2 separate regions of the Sus scrofa genome follow, and region 1 is linked to region 2. A link is a contact called in public HiChIP or PLAC-seq data. All regions are on one chromosome and are shown on one strand. The core of a region is the stretch at or near the end of the contact, and the rest is flanking DNA. Distances in the headings are between cores, read along the strand shown. Region 1 holds the start of FNIP1 (folliculin-interacting protein 1). Region 2 holds the start of LOC110259698.

What was found. HiChIP or PLAC-seq counts read pairs in DNA pulled down with a chosen protein or histone mark.
Region 1: an H3K27ac HiChIP or PLAC-seq map of alveolar macrophages shows a contact between it and region 2. The contact joins the promoter of FNIP1 here to the promoter of LOC110259698 in region 2. A contact is called at or near these places in 1 of 5 promoter capture datasets (fetal liver) and 2 of 2 datasets of contacts at active chromatin or transcription factors (alveolar macrophages and skeletal muscle).

The regions. Positions count from the first base shown.
Region 1 is chr2:134,091,911-134,096,043 of Sscrofa11.1, forward strand. It overlaps FNIP1 (folliculin-interacting protein 1), which reads right to left and starts at 1,498. Exons shown (of 18, transcript XM_021085414.1): 1 at 1,267-1,498. The coding sequence starts at 1,358.
Region 2 is chr2:133,702,722-133,706,824 of Sscrofa11.1, forward strand. It overlaps LOC110259698, which reads right to left and starts at 1,494. Exons shown (of 6, transcript XR_002342086.1): 1 at 166-1,494; 2 at 19-79.

The DNA.
Region 1 (4,133 bases), core at 248-2,747, 390 kb after region 2:
TTTATTTCCCAGTAGAAAGGACCGAAAGCTAGATAACTGTCTTTTCGAAGCACCGTTCCAAGATGTTCACCATTTACATTTTTCTTCCTCTAAAAGTCAAACTTCTTTCCATTTAATACCTCAATTTTACTTTACTGAATATGTATTAATGGGACCTGTATTACCGAGAGTGAATAATTTTAGGATTATCAAAACCTTTTAAACCAGTGTGGTGCAGTCATTTTAGACTGTGGGTGTTGCAAAATTTAACAGATGTTCATTTTTTCCTACTACTACTGTACAACTGGGCTCTTTGCTACCCTACCAAGATTGAGTGATATTTGACATTTAGCCTAGTTACATTCACAAGCTTTCACACGGCAACAAGTATGAAGGCTGTTTGGAAGACATAATCTCATCTTCAAAAGAAGTTTCGAAACTAAATTTTACCTGGAATTCAGGCTTATTATTAAGTCTTACAATTTTAAAGTTTTCCTATCAGCAACAGGTACTGCAACCAAAAATTAACAAAGCCTGTAATACCACAAAATATGTCGCTATCAGTCTCAATCTTTAAAGACTCATTTTTAGTAACAGTCTCAAGAGGATGGTCAATTCTATGGCTGTGCTTCATTTGATTTAGCGCAGCCTCATTCTGGTCAGTAATAACCACAACCTCTGAGGTTTCACGTATCTCCCTCCTTCGGTAACATTAGGGCCACTAGGTCCGGTATCTACACACCTTCAATTTAGGTTTACAAGAAATGCGAAAGAATGGCAGCTTGTCTACTGAAACAGCCTACTCTAAACTCGGAAGGTTGGCCAAAACGTGCCGCTCTCTCCACGACAGCAACCAAACTGGAATGGAGCACCCAGAGGACGACTGGGCACGGGGAGGAGGGGAGAACTACTCCGCCCGGAGGACGGCGGCTGAGGTCCAATCCAGCCCGCGCCCAACTCTACGCGCCTCCAGGAAGGCGTGTGGACCCTAAGCTCAGCCGCGATGCTCGGTCCTGTGGGGCAGACCCGCGAGCGGCTGACGAGCAAGGCGTAAACAAACCCACCCGGACGAAGAGGAAGGGGCAGCCATGGGGTTGGGGGGTTGGGGAGAAAGGAGCTCGCTCGAACACTCCAGCACAAAGCTGCTCGGCCCCTCCCGACCGCCGGCTCAGATCCCGGTCCTGGCGCGGCGCTACCGCGCGAGCGTGAACACCGAAAGCCCCAGCACCTCTGGAAGCCGAGGCCACCAGGCCATCGGCCTCGCGCCCCTCGCCCTGCAGTGCCTACCTGAACGCACAATCCGGGTCTCTTGCATCCCGACCAGACGCCCCCAGGCCGTTCCTCTTGCTGAAGAGCTTCTGGAACAGCGTAGGAGCCATGGTGGCCACGGCCAGGCCAGGGTCGCTCCTCAAGGCTCTCGCCAGGCCCCTGCTCCTAGAGCTGCCCCGCCACCCCCATAGGCGCCTCAGTCATATGACAGAAATTAGTCACTTCAAACGGCCACGGCGCGCGGGGCGGGGCGAGAGGCAAGGCCTGCGCCCATTGGCTGGCAGTGAGCCGCATCACGTGGCGGCGCGCAGAGCAGGGTGCAAGGCGGGGGCGCGGGGCGGGGCTGGCGTCCATAGGCTGGCGTCCGAATAGCCTCCCGTGGCAGCTCAAGAGGCGGGGCGTGCGTGGAGCGGGGCGTGCGCGGAGGGGAGGGGCGGGGAACGGACGGGTGGTTGGGGAAGTGAAGGAGGTGTGTGCGCGGGTCCCGGTTCTACTCAGTGAAGCTCTCGGTTGCTACCTGAGGCTACGGCAGGGTGTCGCCGGGACGACGCCAGGCATTTTGGAGCGCAGAGGTTCTCCGCACCCACGACAAAGAGAGATTTAGGGCACCACGAGTACTCGACCCTCCCCCGCCATCTCCTCCTTGGCCTTTGCGGCTTCACACCTCCATCTGCTCCTGGCAGAGTACCGCGGCCCCCGGAGCAGACAAGGCGCGAGAGCGTACCCTTGGCCCCCACCCCCGCACGGCCTGGACTTTAAACCCAGGGCCGTAGGCCCTACCGTGCTGGGCCGCGAGAGGTATGAGCTCAGAGCTCGATAGCGCCGGGCTGGCTTATGCAGTCCACTTGAGGACCCTGCTAAGACACTCGCCAAAGCCAGTACTCCCCGCAGAAACGGCCTGGGCAAGAAACTGCCCGCATCGGCCCTCCGTGTTTCCAATAGCTTCTCGAACGCTGATGTACCAGGAATTAGCCTCTTGGAAGAGCTGGCCATAGAGGCTCAGGATTTAGGCTCAATCTTAATATCTAGGTATGGAGAGAGAGTGCAACTGTGGAATTTGAACAAATGAGTTTAATAGGAGGAACCCTTTCAAAAGAAAAACATTGCTCATAGATGATCTTACAATCTAATAAGTAGGTTAATCCAAAATTTATCAGGGTTTGGGTCATATTGCTCTTAGATGTTTTCAACACCACTATTCATTCACCTGCTGCCCCTCCAGGATAAGGAATTTTGTACCGCGGGGTGGCAATTCTCTGACAGGGATGTCAGGAAACTACTGCTATGTGGTTTGGAAGGTTAGCTTAAAATAGTTGAGAATTTCATTTTAGGCATACAAATCAAATTGTCTCTTCAAGTGGCTACTAACTCGCACTGATTTGCAGCTATAGTTTATTCTATAAAATAGGTGATCTTATATAGAATGAAGAAAATAATAGGCAGAACATCTCAAAGAATTTCAGTGGTCATATAACATAACATGCTGTTTCAATGTTACAAGAATTTTAAAAGCACTATTTATAAGTGATTAAGAAATTAATTTTGATGGATGCCCACATTCTCCACCCCACCCCACCCCAAAAAAGGGAGTTGCCATTGTGGCTCAGCATGTTAAGAATCCGACTAGTATCCATGAGGATTTGGGTTCCATCCCTGGCCTCACTCAGTGGGTTAAGGATCCCGGCAGGGGCAAGCTGCAACATAGGTGGCAGATGTGCCTCAGATCTGGCATTGCTGTGGCTGTGGTGTAGGCTGGCTGCTGCAGCTCCAATTGCAACCCTAGCCAGAGAACTTCTATATGCTGCAGGTACAGCCCTAAAAAGACTAGCAATATAATTTATTCATTCTAAAATGTTTACGTGACCCTGGTCTTGACACTGGGATCCAAAGTAAACAAAAAAGGTGGAGCAAACATTCCATATAAGGAGACAGTAAATAAGGAAATGATAATCTCAAACTGTTAGTGTTATGAATGAGAATTAAAAAATGAAATGAGTGGAAAAGGTCTCTCTGAGGAGGTGACATTTGAGGTGCTCAAGTTAAGATGGATTCAAAGTAACTCCTTATATTGCCCAAGCTCCAGAATTACTGAGTAACTGAAGTTGAAAATAGCAAGACTGTGCCTCCTATAAACTTAAGATAATTCTCAGGGCCCAGATACTTAAGATTTCTAATGAGGCAAAAAAAAAAGCCATGTATATTTTCCTTCCAAAATGCGAATACAGAATGAAATTTTTGTTAACAAAAATGCAAATTAATGCAAGTTTTTAAGTGAGAAAATGGACTTACAGTCAATGAAGCAATCATTTGGGGAAGTTTTGTTTTGTTTTTATACTACCAAGTTTCATTAAATGAGTACAAGTGGAAACAGGCTCAGGTCTATCTATACAAGACCAAAGAGCCTGAGGAGAATAGTTCACATCGCCTCAGAAGGAAGTTCTAAATACAATAACCTTGTGTGCTTTCATCTTGGGAAAAAGTTAGTTCATGGATAATTATAGATATTAATAGTAAGGGAAAGAACATTACTTCTTACGTAACAGATACTTTGTTTTAGTATTCTCTAATCATGTAGCAGCTTCAATTCAGTGATCTCATTTGATCTACTTGAAAAGTACAGGAAAAAAAACAACATTCACTTGCTATCATCCATCACATGTCCTTTATATTGCAGTGTAATACTCAAATTATAGACTCAGCACCAAAATGATACAAGTTTGTCATAAAAGAAGATATATAACTATACCTACCTTTGCAGATAAAACCGAAAATATCTTCTGGTTCAATAACAGAATATATTATTTTTCCCCCTGTTACTTAATACCACCTCTTCCCACAGAGAAGCTGAGGTGTCTTAAAGTAGCCTCTTTTAAGTTTAAGAGCAA
Region 2 (4,103 bases), core at 244-2,743:
AGCTCTTAGATATATTACCTGCTTTTCAATCCTGTTCAGAGTTGGGCCATTTGTGTTTTCTAGATTTCCCTCGGGAGCCCTGCAAAAGACCCATTCATTAAAATTGCAAATCTAATGTCCAAATGCAAAAACACTGTATTAGGAAATAGGTGTATCCATACTAACCTTTATCTCTGAAGATCACGCAAACAGAATGTCTAAAATTATATCTTTTCTAACTGGAAAGGCTTCCTTTTTTAAAACTAACTTATTTTCTTTTTTATGGCCACTCCTGGCATATGGATTTCCCAGATCTGAGCTGCAGTTGCAACCTATCCCGCAGCTGAGGTAATGCTGGATCCTTAACTCACTGCTCTGGGCCGGGGATTGATGGAACCTATGTCCCAACGCTCCAGAAATGCCACCAATCCCACCACGCCATGGTGGGAACTCCTGGAAATGCTTCCTTTTCATTACCTCTGTGAGAAAGTCTTCTGAGATATTTCACTGTGGGCTGCAGACATATCTGTTAAGATGGTTAAGAAACTACTTTGCTCTTCTTTGTTTTTGAGGAACTACATTATTTAGCAAGAATTTTGAGGAAGGTAAGCTTGCAAAAGAAATGAAAACACTGTTTACATATTCACACACATTTTCTTTATCCATTCCTCTATCAATGGACATTTAGTTTGCATATCCTGCTACTGTGAATAAGGCTGCAATGAACACAGGAGGGCAGGTATCTCTTTGAAAGGATGATTTCATTTCCTTCGGATATATACCAAGAAGTGGGACTGCTGGATCATATAGTAGTTCTGCTTTCAATTTCTTGAGGAACTATTTTCCAATATTATAAACTTGAAATGTCTTAATAGAGCAGATCTTAAGTGTTCTCACTATAAAGAAAGATAACTAATGCGATGATATATGCCTTGACTGTGGTAATCGCTTCACAATGTGTTAAGTATATCAAATTATCACATTATAAACCTTAACTCACATTGCTAAATTTAACAAGTCACAACCTAAAATACATTTAAAATTAAAAATTAGTAAATTTATATATAAAACATTGTTTTGTTCTCACCTTTTTAAAGGATTCCACAAGGAGTCTCATTGCAGCATGGCGCCACCTGGCGGCCCCAGTGCATTTTTTACTACAACTTCCCCACTTAGCCCTATTCTTGCTTTATCCAAAGGATAGCTTTTGGCCCAAGATCAAGTGTCACCCACACTCCAAAGAGAAGGCAGCATAGCTAACACCTTATCATCAATTACAAATTTATTTCATAATTGGATTTACATAATGGGATTAAGCACCTTTCCATGGTTATTGGACAATTTCCCCTCTTATGAAGTGCGTAATTCTTTTACTCACTTTTCTACTGGGTGCTATTTTTCTTTTTTCTGATATACTTTAGCTTCTTAGAAAAATAACAAGATCCTACTGTATAGCACAGGGAACTATATCAATAACCTGTGATAAACCACAATGGAAAATAATGTGAAAAAGAATGTGTATGTGTGTGTGTATATATATATAATATATTATATAACTGAATCACTCTGTTGTACAACAGAAATTAACCTTGTAAATCAACTATGCAATAAAGAAATATTAAAGAAGTACTTTATATATTCTGGTTACCTGTCCTTACAGGGGGATATGTATTACATGTTTCAACTCCATGGCCTTTTATTCTTTGAAATGGTGTTTCCTGATGAACATGTTTTTAAGTCAAATAAACCAATCATTTCCTTCATTATTTGTGTTTTCTTTGAGGGTATTATTTAAGAAATCCCTACCATTCTGAGATTTTGTTATGTAGCATCAGTGTTATTTTTCTGTTAAGTGTCTGGTATAACTTGCAGATAGAGCCATCCAGGACTTAAGTTTTCTTTGTGGAAAGGCTTTCAAATGACAGACTCAACATTTTTTTTTTTCTTTTTTGGCCATCCTGTGGCACAAGGAGTTCCTGGGCCAGGGATCAGATCTGAGCTGGGCCAGGGATCAGATCTGAGCTGCAGGCGTGACCCACACTGCAGCTGTAGCAACACTGGCTTCTTCAAATCACTGTGCTCGTCTGGGGACGGAACCCATGACCTGGAGCTGCAGAGATGCCGCCAATCCTGTTGTGTCACAGCAGGAACTCCTTATTAGTCTTTCAAGAGAACTTACTGCTTTGTTAGGCAGCCCTCCCTTTTTAATTCCATGTATTTAAATTTATTTTGCTATTTATTATTCTGGTTTCTTGAGAAGAATGTTTAGCTAACTCATTTTCAGCCTTTCTGCTTTTTAGTGATTTTTATTTTTTTCCCATTATAGCTGGTTTACAGTGTTATGTCAATTTTCTACTGTACAGAAAGGGGACCCAGTCACATGAACATACATACATTCTTTTTCTCACATTATCATGTTCCATCATAAGTGACCAGATACAGTTCCCAGTGCTACACAGCAGGATCTCATAGCTTATCCTTTCTACTTTTCTAACACATGCACTTAAGGCTATACAATTTCCCGTCAAGTACAACTTTAATAAACAACCAAAAGGTTCCGACATTCTTATCTACATTTTCATTCAGTTCAAAATAATTTCTGCTTTCCACTGGGTTACTGGAATTTTTTTTTTTTTTTTTTTTTTTTTTTGCATTTTAGGGCCGCACATGTAACTTCCCAGGTTAGGGATCTAATCAGAGCTGCCAGCCACAGCCACAGCGGGTCTAAACCACATCTGCAACCTACACCACAGCTCACAGCAACACCGGATCCTTAACCTGCTGAGCAAGGGCAGGGATTAAACCCGGATCCTCACATATACTATTCGGTTTAGTTATTGCTGAGCCACAGTGGGAACTCTGGTAGGAATTCTTTAACTTACAAATTTTTAAATTTTTGTTACCAATTTTTCATTTAAATCTGCTGCAGAGAGCCTTGTCTATATGAGTTCAATTCTTTGAAATTTGTTAATAGTTCCTTTATGGCCTAACATATAGTCAACTTGGATAAATGCTCCAGGATCGCCCAGAAGTAATGTATATTTTGCAGTTGTTGCTAATTCAGTGTTTTATACAGGTCCATGAGATTAAGTGTGTTAGTTGTGTTGTTGCAATCTTCTATGTCCTTACTGACTACTGGGGTGGGGAGGGCGTAGAGTGTTGTGTTTGCTCTCATTTACTTACAAGAGTTGTATTAAAATTCTATATGTGAACTTACGCTTCTGCTCAAGATGGAGCAACTAGCACTTTACCTTCCTGCCTAAAGCAACTAAAAAAGCAGACGATATATATAAACAATGCCACTTATGACCCTGGATACTGATACTGAAGGACAGGAATCCTCGAGAACATAAGAAGTGAGCCCTATGACCTCAGCTCACTGTCTAAAAATTCCAGAAAGTAGACTATGCAAAAGAATCTAAAAACTTAGAATTAGTGAATTGAGCAAGATTGTGATAGACAAGCCATGATAAAACAAGTTTTTTTCAATATTCTCACAATAAAAAACAAAAGACCTAGAAAGATTCTTCACAAAGAGAGTATCCAAATGGCCAGTATTTGAAAACATGCTGAGCATTATTCGTTGTTATGAAAATTAAAATTAAAACCACAGTAAGACACCAGTACATACTCACCAGAATGCCTAAAATGAGAACAATGAAAAACAAGTTTGGCAAGGATCAGAGGAATGTCCTGTGAACACTTGGAACAGGCTGACCAGGCTTCTGCAGAGGCGGCCTCTGGAATGGCCACCGACTCTTATCTTTATCAAATGCTTTTTGGATGCAGTGAGGGGGGTGGCTCCTATGGTGTAGTACAGACCACTACAGCATTTAATTGCAGCTTCTGGGTCTCCACAGTCAGGCAAAAAACGCATTCGTTTCCCAGGACTCCCGTTAACACACTGCCAGGAACTGCGGAGCCAGAAGACCAAAATCAAGGTGTTGGTGAGTGGCACTTCCTCGGCAGGCTTGAAGGAAGAATCTTGTCTGTATCCTCGTCTGTAGTGGCTGCTGGCATGCTTTCACCGGCGGCTTTAATTCCCTATCGGCTTCCCACTGTTTTCTCCCGTGTGTTATCTTCTGTCTCTTCAAGGACACTTGTGATGTGTGTAGTCCTAACCA